Linked DNA regions of Mus musculus: region 1 is linked to region 2. A link is a contact called in public Hi-C data. All regions are on one chromosome and are shown on one strand. Each heading gives the region's core, a stretch centred on a gene start, on an enhancer-like site or on the middle of the called end of the contact. The rest is flanking DNA. Distances are from core to core; before and after follow the strand shown.

Region 1 (5,725 bases), core at 1,056-3,555, 84 kb before region 2:
GCCCAAGAACATCTACTGGCTGCTTCAGGGGCTGGAGGAGAGGGTGTGGAGGATTCAAGACCTCAGGAAGCACCTTGCACCCTGGTACCCCACTGTCCTCAGTGGGAGATGGGGCGTCTCAGTGGATTGTGGAGGTGACCCTGAGCCCCCCTCCAAGTCTTACTGATCCTCAACCTGGAAGTGAAGAGCCCCCATCCTCATCACATGCCATGCTGACCTGTGCTGACTGACCATGATTGCTTGTGGTGGCAGGGGAGGATTGTGGGGGGGGGGCATTGTGCGGGCAGCCTTTTAGGAAGGCAGGTATGCACTCCTCTGTGTAGGTGGCTGGGCAGAGGCACTTCCACTTGAGTCCAGTTACTGTGCTCACTTCCCAGTTGGGAAACTGAAGCATCCCAAGGCCAGAGAGAAGGGCCTGCTCTATTCACTTCGCCTTTGGCAGCGCTGTAGGCTGAGGGGTAGCTCACACTTAGATGAGCACAACGGATAGCCAATACACACACAAACGCGTGTTCAGCATCTGTAACTGTCAGGAAAATACAGATCAAAACTACAAGGAGAATCCGTCTCACCTCAGGACAGCTATCATCAAGAAAGCAACTAAGAAAGAGCACAGGCATGGGGTGAGAGGAGCTCTTACATCAGAGGTTCTCAACCTGTGGGTCGAGAAGGAGTCACATGTCAATATCCTGTATATCCTGTACATAACGACTCATAACAGCAGCAAAATCACAGTTATGGAGTAGCAACGAAATATTTTATGGCAGGGGTGGGGTCCCCACAACACGAGGGAGTGTATTAAAGGGTCACAGCGTTAGGAAGGTTGGGAACCACTGTATACACTGCTGATGGGATTGTAAATGATTGTAGCCACTACGGAAGTCAGTATGGAGGTTCCTGGAAAAACTAAAAAGAACTGTCATGTGCTCCAGCTGTGCTTCTCCTGGGTAAACACTCAAAGGGACTGAAGGCCAGCATGTAATTAAAATTCCTTCACATCTGTGTTTACAGTGACACTAGTAACAACAAGCAAATCCTGGGGTTGGCCTCTTATAGATGAATGCGTGAAGACACCGTGAGCAGATGAGCACAGGGTTATTCTTGTTCAGTTGTACCTGCAGGAAAAACGATGGACCTGGGAATCATTATGACATGCAGAATAACCAAGCGCAAAGACAAGCACTGTGTCTTCTTTTGTATCCAGGATCTAGAAAATGCAGCATAAATGTAGATGGGGACCATGAGAGAAGAGGGGACGAGCCTGGGGGAGGAGCGTAAGAAAATAGTCAAGAGTGAGGTACCACAGGTGCACACATGAAGTTCATTGTGTCACAATGAACCCATTGCTTTACAGGCCAAGGCCAGCTGCAGTGGAGGCTGTGGAAGTAGCTCTAAGTTCATGAACTGCTTGCTCAGCATGCATGAGGCCCTGGGTTTGATCCCCAGCACCAGGTGAAAGCAGGCATAATGACACAGTCCTGTAATCCTAGCAATCAGGGGGTAGAGACAAGAGGATCAAGAGTTTAAGGTCATCTACAAGTCAGAGGCCAGCCTGGGCTATATGAGACCCCCGTCTCAAAGCTAAATTATAATGAAAGAGAAAAGGTAATCACGGGGGCGGGGGGGTGTGGGGGTGTGGGGACAGTTGCCAACACAGAGATTCCAGGCCATCTCCTAGAGACTAAGACAAGCAGGCAGCCCATGCTCCACATACATGTTGAATGCATTAGGAAGTTCCCTGGGCTGATGAGATGATAAAACTAGACCAGACAGGGTGGGGATGCGAAGGGCTGGGCTTAGAAGGGAAGGGTTTGAATCCAGGAGCAGAGTTCTGCAGCTGGGAAGTTAACCTCTGCGTTCTGGTTTCCTCTTGCCTCAAAGAGAGATGCTGTCCAGCTCCTGTAATATCAGAGATCTGATGAAAGTGCCTTGCAAATTTCTCCCCAACTCTCATTATTATTCCAGTCATTGCTGGTTCTCTATGAGAGAAGCCAGGCTGAGGGTGGGTGATAGGCTCAGCAGTCAGTCCCTCCTGTAACACCACCCTGAGCCAATCTCAGGGAATGAAGATCCCCCTCTTCCTCTGAGCCACACCCACCCCCTTCTCCTCCCCCTTCCCAAATCTGTAGGCTTTCCCTGGGTCTAGGCTGACTTAGTACACGTGCCATTTTCTCACCAGAACGTGTAACTTCTTCCTCCAGGGTACCTCAAAGTCAGCAATGACAGAGGGCCTAGAGGGAGGAGACAGCCCTGAGCTCAAATTTCTCTCAGAGCTGTGGGATCTTGGTCTGTGGATCAACTTCCTGAGCCCTGTAGCTCAGAAATGTGTAAATGAGCTGACATCTGCAAGGGACTGTAACATCTGCCACTGGGTTGGCCCAATCAGGTCAGGCCACCCGGGAGTTTGAGCTTGGGAGACAGGAAGGCATCACAAGAAGTGGATTTGGACTTGGGCATTCACGGGGGTGGGGGTGGGGTAAGGTGGAGTGGAAAGTTTCCTACCCCTCCCCCAAGGTCTGGCCACACTTTGTTGATGTTTATAAACGGGCAGTAAATAATCCTTGCACAGACTGTGTTATTGCTTTTCCTTTAAAAACTGAAGTGAGGTAAATTGCCCTGTGGTCTTTTCTGAAATCAATTAAATCAACACAAAGGGATTTATCAAAACATTGGCAAGCAGACCCATAGGACCAGGGATGGTCGGTGGCTGAGTCCCAGACAGGCAAGAAAGGGGAGGAAAGCAGTTCAGGGCACACTGGAAACCCTTGGATGCTTCTGGAATCTGCTGTGCTGGTACTTCTGGAACTGGGCAGGAGCTAACGACACAAAGACTGCATGGAAATCTATTTAAGAAACAGATTCCTGGGCTGCAGAGGTGGCTCAGTGGTTAAGAGCACTTTCTGTTCTTGCAGAGGATCAGGGTTCAGTTCTGGGCACCCACATGGTGGTTCATAAGTGTCTATAACTTCCATTCCGGGAGATTGGATGCCTTCCTCTGAACTCCGTGGGTACCACGCATGAACGTAGCACACATACATACATGCAGGGGAAGCACTCACGTACATAAAATAAAAATAAATATGTGTTAACGTTGGAAGGGGTAGATTCCAAGTTTTCCCATGCCACCCCTCTGCACAATAGCAACAAATGGTCCAGGAGGAATTGACACAAGAGCTCAGGCAGGAGCTTTTCTCTTCATCAGTCTTTGAAGTGCCTCAACCAGATCCTGCATGCAACTCTATTCTGTTCCCAGAGAACCAAGCCTGTGCTGTAGTGTTCCATTCTTAGACACAAGCACAGAGATGAGCAGGCACTTGGGGACACCCCCAGTGGGAGAGTCAAAGGTTTTAAAGGATAAAAGGCAAAGTAACATCAAAATCCCAGGGAGAACTAAAAAGGAATCTAGATAAGGGAGTCGACATGAAGCAGGCTTCAAACAGAAAAGAGTAATTAGTGCTCTAAAAATCGAGGTATTATAGTCATTGAACAAGAATGGGATGCTACAAAACAAGAACTCTTGGGCGTTAAATATAAAATAGCAAAAAGGGGGAATTAAGAAGAACAATTGGAAGAAAGTTTGGAGGAAAACAGAGCAGAATGATGAAGAGAAACCAGAAGAGAGGGGATAATGAGGATGTAAGGGGATTCAGCCCAGATAGCCAGAGCAATGGAAGGCTAGTCGGAAACACTGACGGTCAACAAGACAGGAGCTTATGATGGAAGCCGCCCCAGGTCAGCAAGGATGGCTCACCAGGTAAGGGCGCTTGCCTGAGCCTGATTCAATTCTTTGGAAGGCTACTGAAAGGTGCTATCCTTTGAGCCAGACTGCTTCCATCTTTGTTAAATTAGCTGTGCTTGCTTGTGAGAGAGTTCAGCACAATCTGGCCTGTGGAGATTCCCTCTGGGAAAGAGTTGGTGGGGTCAGTGGATCATCCTATGAGTACCAGCCATTCTTCCCAGCCCTCTATATGCCATTCAGCCCTAATTGAACATGACCTTTTGCTGCAGTATATAGGCTCAAAACTCTAGGGGAAGAAGACTCCACATATGTTGCTATGGGAACAATCAGGGTGACTGCTTTGGAGTCATCCACTCTCCTATAAGCAGCTCCTCATCTGTGCATGCCCTGGAAATAAGCCCCATAAACTCATTGGTTCCCCAGCATGAGCTTCAGTGAAATAAAGTTTTTGTTCATCATTAGAATCGTAGAGGGAGGGAGACATAGTTTATGTCTTCCTCCAAGGAAGGATTTTAGCAACAGGGACTCACATGGTGGAAGGAGAGAACGGACTCTTGCAAGTTGTCTTCTTATTCCCACTGGAGTCACGCTTCAGACGAGATGAGAACATGAACCAAAGTAGAGAGGAATGCAGCACCCAAGAAAGAATGTGGCTGGGAGAGCAGGAAAAGGATGGTGGAGGCCAGAGGACTTAGGATGGAAAGCAACTCATCCTGATTATACAGGCTGGGAGGCTGGGAGGCTGGGGGGCTGGGAGGGTTGGGAGGCTGGGAGAGCCTTCCAATAAACACCAGTGCACATTGAAACATGCTGAGACTGATGCTACTGCATCTGCTGTGCAGGGACAGAAAAGTAATCACAGAACACTACATGCCTGTGTTGTCAGCAGCGTTGCCTCGATCGGTTGCTGCAAAGAGTTCTGGTAGCCAAAGTTGTGATGCAATTATGCCAAGAAGTGGGGAGACACAGACTGTACAGGTGGCTGTAGAGATAACAAGGGGAGGGGATGACAGGTCAAGAAGCAGCTGGGGAGGCAGGGACAGGGCAGATCTCAGAGACACAGTGACTGACCAGCCTAACTTAATTGGTGAAGGTCAGGTGCCAGTGAGAGATGCTATCTCAAGATGGACAGCACCTGAAGAATAACACCAGGGTTGATTTCTGGCCTGTAAACACACACACACACACACACACACACACACACACACACACACACACACACACACACACACGTGCACACACATCAGAGAGAGGGGGAAGAGGGAGAGGGAAGCTAAATAATTTAAAGTTAAAAGCTGTTGTCCCCTTAGAGTGAAAAGGGATGTTACAAGGTTTCAAGACTTTCCAAAACCTATATGTGCACAACTGAACTCAAAAGATTGCATGCCTACATGCCCCTAAGCCAAGGGGCCACCAATGGCCCGAGGCAGTTCTTTTCAGTTGAAGCCTTACATTAACACGGACCAATTCCTCAGTGGCAACAGGGGTGCTGTGGAGGATGCTGGAAGCCAACTAAGTGGATGCCTTTTGATGCCTCTGTGGTCCCTGCAACCTGTAATGATGCTTTCTCCCCACACCTGCATCAGCTCTTTTCACCGCGACAAGTGCCCAGTTTCAACCGTCTAGCAGATATTTGTTGGGTCTCATCACTGCCAGCAGACTCTAAAGTCTTCTAAGGACAGTGACTTCAGCGCAGATTAGCCACTCCTTTGCCCCATATGTAAATGATCAGCAGCTACTGAGCATCAGGCTGCTGGAACAATATGACCCTTGCTGCTTAGTCATCAGAAGGGTAATCCTTAGTCTTGCTCTGCCTCATGGTTCTGGAACAACGAAAATGCTTGACAAATTGCCTGATTGAGTGGCTGGGGCTTCTACATTCCCCTGGGCTGTAGGATTTGACCAGCTCTCAGAACCTTCTAGCAAAGTGCCAAGATGTTCTGTGTATCAGCAGAGGTGATGCAGAAGAGAATGGGCTCTGAGTCT
Region 2 (5,428 bases), core at 1,543-4,042:
GCTGGAGCAAGAGGGAGAAGGGAAGGGGGGAAAGGAAAAAAAAAAGTATAAATTACTTGTTTAAAAAAAAAGTGTGGAAATAGACATGGGACTGGTAGGGCTAGGTAAGTTTTATGCGATGTAAGGGAGAGCTGTAGTTTTGAGTCTGATGCTTAAGAGAGGACAGTAGGGATTTTGGTTCATACCTGTAATCCTCAGGAGGGTCTCAAGTTTGAGGCTTGCCTAGGATACATGGTAAGACCTTGACTCCAAACAACAACAAACAAAAACCAAGTAATGAAAATGGCTAGGAGAGGGCTGGCAAGATGGCTCAGTGGTTAAGAGCGCTGACTGCTCTTCCAAAGGTCCACTTACATATAATAAATAAATAAATTCTTTAAAAAGAAAACGGCTAAGAGAAAGGGAAGGTGTAAAGTGGTATGTAGTGTCAGCAGCATTGAGACTTGGGAGCTTCTTAGAAACAGGATCTGGCCCTATCCCCAAACTACGAAATTCAAAACTTGCATTTTACCAGGACCTACCTTCATGTGTTCCTGCTAACATTAAATCTTGAGAGGTACTACTGGCTGAAGGTAGACTCTAGGACCAAGCTGCCTATATATAACAGGTAGAGTTTTCTCATTGTGTGTGTGTGTGTGTGTGTGTACGTTGGAGATCAGAGGAAACTTCTGTGAAGCCAGTTCTCCCACTATCACTGGAGGATTGAATTCAGGTCATCAGGCTTGCAAGACAGACACACAACACTTGTTGAACCTTCTCGTCAACCCCAGGCTGCCAAAACTTAAATTCTTGTTTTATCAATCTACTTATGTGGGACCTTAGGGATGCTTTTTAACCCGTACCAAGGACCTATTATGTAAGAGATGGAGGGTCAACTCTAATAATCTGTCACTTATTTTTGACTTACTGTAAAAGTTTTTGTTGTCTTAAAAGATTTACTTTCGGTGTCTGGGTATTTTGCCTGCGTGGATATCTGTATACTACATGTGTCCAGTGCCTAAGGTACTCCTGTAACTGAATTAATGGTTGTGAGCCATATGGGTGCTGGGAATAGAACCCAGCTTCTCTGGAAGAGAGGCCAGTGCTCTTAAGCACTGAGCCATTTCTCCAGCTCTTTAGAGACAGGGCTCTACTATGTGAACCCTCTCAGTTCACCAGTTCCTGAACAACTGTGCTTTCCCATTTATAGAGTGGTGAAGCTTAATTACGCCTGTCTCACGGAGATGCTGCAAGAGTCAAATCATAGAATGTCTGTTAAATTACAAAACCTCCTATTAAAACTTAATTTACCAGTGAGGTGGTGGTGGTGTACACCTTTGATTCCTGTCTCGAGAAGACTTAATTTACTACCTTGCAAGGTATTCTTAAGAAACTGACCTCAAAATAGGGTGCAATAAGAAGGCCAGGAGAGCTGTATAGGAAATGGTCCTTTTTATTTCTGACTAACCTACAGCTCCATTCAGGAGCAGGAGTAGACTCATATGCAGTGGTTCACAATTTACTTAAAAACTTCTTCTTTTTTCTTGTTTTGGTCTCGGTGTCTCTTGCAGTCCAGTCTGACCCTGCATTCCTCATCTTCTTCCACTTCTACAGTGCTGAGATTATAAATGTAATTCATAATGAACTAGGAAAAGAACTTTCATTCACGTTGTGTATCTTAATATTCCCACAGGGTAGTTTTTCTCGTGTGTCCATCCTAACATCCCTTAGTGCTAGGAATCCGATTCAGGTCTCCAGGTCTTGCACATACTTGACAAGCAATCTGCCATTGAGCTAGATGTCCTCCCAGTGGTTACCCTAGTTTTCACGGGAATCTGCTAACAGAAGGATGCACACTAACAATTCCTCAAGATTTGCACTTTCATTGCATCCGATGCTACCAGAGTTCTTTATTTAGAGGGAGGACACAACAAAATTCGATGGGATTTATAATACTAGAAATTAACTTTGAGTTCTTGGATCAGAGAAACAATATATTGGGTCCCTATCGATCTGTAAAATAGGGGCACAAGGCCTCCACAACATTGTGTGGTTAAGAACAAAGGCTGATGGTGAACCTACCATGTCGTAGTGCCTCAAGTAAGTCCCTTCTTCCCTTTGTCAGATTTTGCACGAGATATCACTACCTCTCCTACTTCGTACATGGCGTAACTCCAAGCTGAGACCGCTCGGATTCCTTTCCTCCACTTGCAACTCCTAACACCGAGAAAGGTGTACGGGCCACTGTGAGGTCTTCTCTCTCCGTAGTGGATAACCTTTCTTGAGTTGTCGTTTGGGTGGCTGGAAGACGCTGATGACTACTCCCAAGCGTCTACGGAACCAGATCTTAATCCTCAACTGGGCATCAGGGACCAAGCTGTGTTCTTTTCATCCCAACCCTCGCTAGAGTGAAAAGGTCGAAGCTCAGCTCCAATTACAGACGCCATCTTGACCGCTACGTGTGACGCCACACGTACAGCCGAAAGAGCAGCTGATTGGCTGGGAAAGACCGGAGGATAGGCGCGCGAAGCTGGAGACTGGAGGGTAATGTAGAAGCCGAAAGGAACTACACTCCCAGACTTCCTTGCGCATGTGACCAGCAAGCAGCAAGAGAAAGAGGAGCGAGGTTGGACTCGGACTACAACTCCCACTAGGACCCGCGTTGTCCGCCCTTTCCTTTCAAAAGGCAGAGGAAAAGGGACAGGAAGAATGGAGGCTTTTGAGTGCTCGTTTCTCAAAAGGCGGGAAAGGCGAACTACACCTCCCGGCGAGCCGCGCGCGCCTGCGCCTGCGCTCTGGTATCTGTCGCCATCTTGCCCCTTCTGAGGCACCGCAAACAAACCTAATTCCTGGTGTCCCCTAGTCTTGGCGGAGGAGCCTTTTAGATGAGCCCCGAAAGGCCGGGCAGGTGGGTGTCTCTCAGGCAGGGTCCTGGGAAAAGCTGGCAGGCTATCCAGGGTAGGGGAGCGCTTGGCCAGGCACGGGGAGCCCGGCTTGGGTCGGTCAGCCCCATCCTCCGTTGTTTCCTAACGGGATCGCGGGGCTCCCTCAAGTGGACTGAGGGCGACTCCGGCATGCCTGGTGATGGGACGCCGGAGGTCGAGGTCTAGGAGCCCCGAGGCGACTCCGGGTTGTCTGACTGTCTGTCCGTGCCCCCGCTTTTTCTCCGTTGTCGTCTCCGCTGAGGAGTGCGCGAGGCGCGGACGCTGGCCAGGGTTCCCAAGACTGGCTGCTGGCCGCGGGGGCGCGGGCTTGACATTGGAACCCGCTCGGAGCCGCGCGGGCGAGGAGCCGGGCGGGCTGCTCTTGTTGTGGTGCTGTGAGCGAGTGCGTGTTTAGAGAGGGGGCGGGGCGGGCTGCCTGCTGACACTTGAGCGGGGGACGGAGTCGGTGCGACCCCGGTGCCGGGAGCACGCTCCGGCTTCTGCTGCCCGGCTTTCCTTTGCTGTGCGGCCCCGCCGTGCGTTTCCCTGGAGGGGATGCTTTGGGATGCCGTGACGTGGTACCCGATTCGGGCGGTCGCCGGCCGCCTCCGAGATTCTACCGGGAGGCGGGGACTGGCTTGGGGAGCGAGCGGATTCCTTTGGCTCTGCCCCTTCCTCCTCTCCACCCCCTTTCTTTATGTCATCCTGCCAGCTGGGGCGCGCCATCCAGTTTGGCTCGCTCAGAGTTGGTTCTGAGCTCAGAGGACTATGGGAAGTAGGGGGAAGGGGGCTCCACTTGAGGCCAAGAGTTGGAGTTAGCAACCCAGAGCCTGGAACGCAGTTGAAGAGTCATATCGGTTTAGTGTTTGACTCTTAGGCTGGCTCATTCATTCATTCTACTCTGCTGCTGACCATCCATTTATCAGTTTAACAGATGTTAAGGAAGATCTACTGAGTTCTCAACCTGTAGTGTAGTTTTGTTTGACCAAGGAATTCACAGTGCGAAATTCTAGGCTTTTAAACTTTTGGTAACTGGTCGAAATGACTCTTTTTTTACTGCCAAAACTTGAGAAAAGAGTTATTGAGTTTCATTTATCCAAATGACATGCTCCACCGTTTGCTTATTTTATCTCCTAACTTATTATTAAGGAAACTGGCAGAGGTCAAATCACTTGTCCAAGGTTGCACAGGTGGTAGAGTCTGTTTGGCAAGTCATATGCCAGCCACTATGACAGAACTTGGCTTGCCCTGTTTTCTAAATAATACTTGAAACAAACTTGGGATTACTTTTTTTTTTTTTTTTTTTAAAATAAAGGCATACAAATTGGGTTCAGAGAGGCCAATTCACAAGGATGAAACAACTAATTATGTTGTAAAGCTGGAACTGGAACCAAGAAGTGTTTGACTTTAAAACCTGTTCTTTCCCCTGTTAGTATGAGCTGGGTCATTGTGCTCTCAAATGGTGTTTTTTTTCCTTTGTCAGGAGCTGGAGTGTGGAGATGAAAATGGTATGAGTTATCTTTTCAATCTTAGTTTGTAGCCAGTCGAAGGCTTTCTATATCCTTGCGTATACATTGGTAATGTGATTTGTTTTTCCTCTGATAGGGAGGACAAGCTCTTTGGGGCTACCAGACAGAAGCAGCAATGCCTGTTGTGTGGCCAACCCTTTTGGATCTCAGCAGGGATGAATGCAAACGGATTCTTCGAAAATTGGGTATGCTTTTTGTTGTTTTTGTTCTAAGCCGGGTTCTCACTCCATAGCCCAGGCTGTCTTCAGAATCATGTCGGTCTCCTTCCTCAGCTTCCCGTGTGATGGGACCACAGGTGTGCTTGGCCGTGCCTGCCCGTTTTATTTTTGATATTTTATATTTCTCTGTGACCTTTTCTTTTTCTGCTTGGTCATGGCTGTTGGTGGCATAGTCCTCAGGACCTAGAATGATTTGTACACGAGATGGAGGAGTTATGACACAAGGAGCCATGACAAATGGGAAGCCTTCTCCTTATACATCTCACATAACACTCAAGCCCCAAAGGTGGATTGCTTTGGTTTGGTTTGGTTTTGGTCCCCTTTTTACATAGGAAGTTTAGACATGAGGCAGTACTCCCATTAAGTCATACAGTCAGTATTTGACTTCTAGCATTGTGCTTCTCAACCTTCCTAATGCTGTGACCCTTTAATACAGTTCCTGACATTGTGGTCACCCCCAACCATAAAATTCTTTTGTTGCTACTTCATAACTGTAGTTTTGCTACTGTTATGAATTTTAATGTAAATATCTGTGTCTTAGGTAGCCGCTGTAAAAGGTCATTTGACCTCTAAAGGAGTTGTGCTCACAGGTTGAGTGGTCACAGGTTGAAAGCTGCTGCTCTACGTAATTTTTTTTTGTGTTTTGCTTATATTGGGATACTACTAACTGAGTATGTGAGAAACATGCCTTTTCTGGATTTTAAGTTAAGTCAAGCTGCCTAGTTTCCCAGTTATTTCTTACTGTAATTGATAAGATACCCATTATATTTAAATTTGA

Evidence for each region. A called contact is a pair of places that touch in the nucleus more often than the background predicts.
Region 1: a contact with region 2 is called in a Hi-C map of the N1E-115 cell line, with 14 times the contacts expected there. The contact joins the enhancer-like site here to the promoter of Emsy in region 2. A contact is called at or near these places in 1 of 39 promoter capture datasets (the 3T3-L1 cell line), 1 of 484 Hi-C or Micro-C datasets (the N1E-115 cell line), 3 of 115 datasets of contacts at active chromatin or transcription factors (the SCID.adh cell line, embryonic stem cells and fibro-adipogenic progenitors) and 1 of 9 other capture datasets (liver).

The regions. Positions count from the first base shown.
Region 1 is chr7:98,737,186-98,742,910 of GRCm38.p6, reverse strand. No RefSeq gene overlaps it. Among named protein-coding and RNA genes, the nearest start is that of Gm19656, 13 kb to the right of the region's middle. Within about 2 kb of position 2,305, at least 11 of the 459 cell types and tissues checked have an H3K27ac peak or open chromatin away from gene starts, as enhancers often do. A contact at or near this core is called in the N1E-115 cell line, where this site is marked.
Region 2 is chr7:98,653,933-98,659,360 of GRCm38.p6, reverse strand. It overlaps Emsy (EMSY, BRCA2-interacting transcriptional repressor), which reads left to right and starts at 2,792. Exons shown (of 20, transcript NM_172280.2): 1 at 2,792-2,887; 2 at 4,509-4,617. The coding sequence starts at 4,548.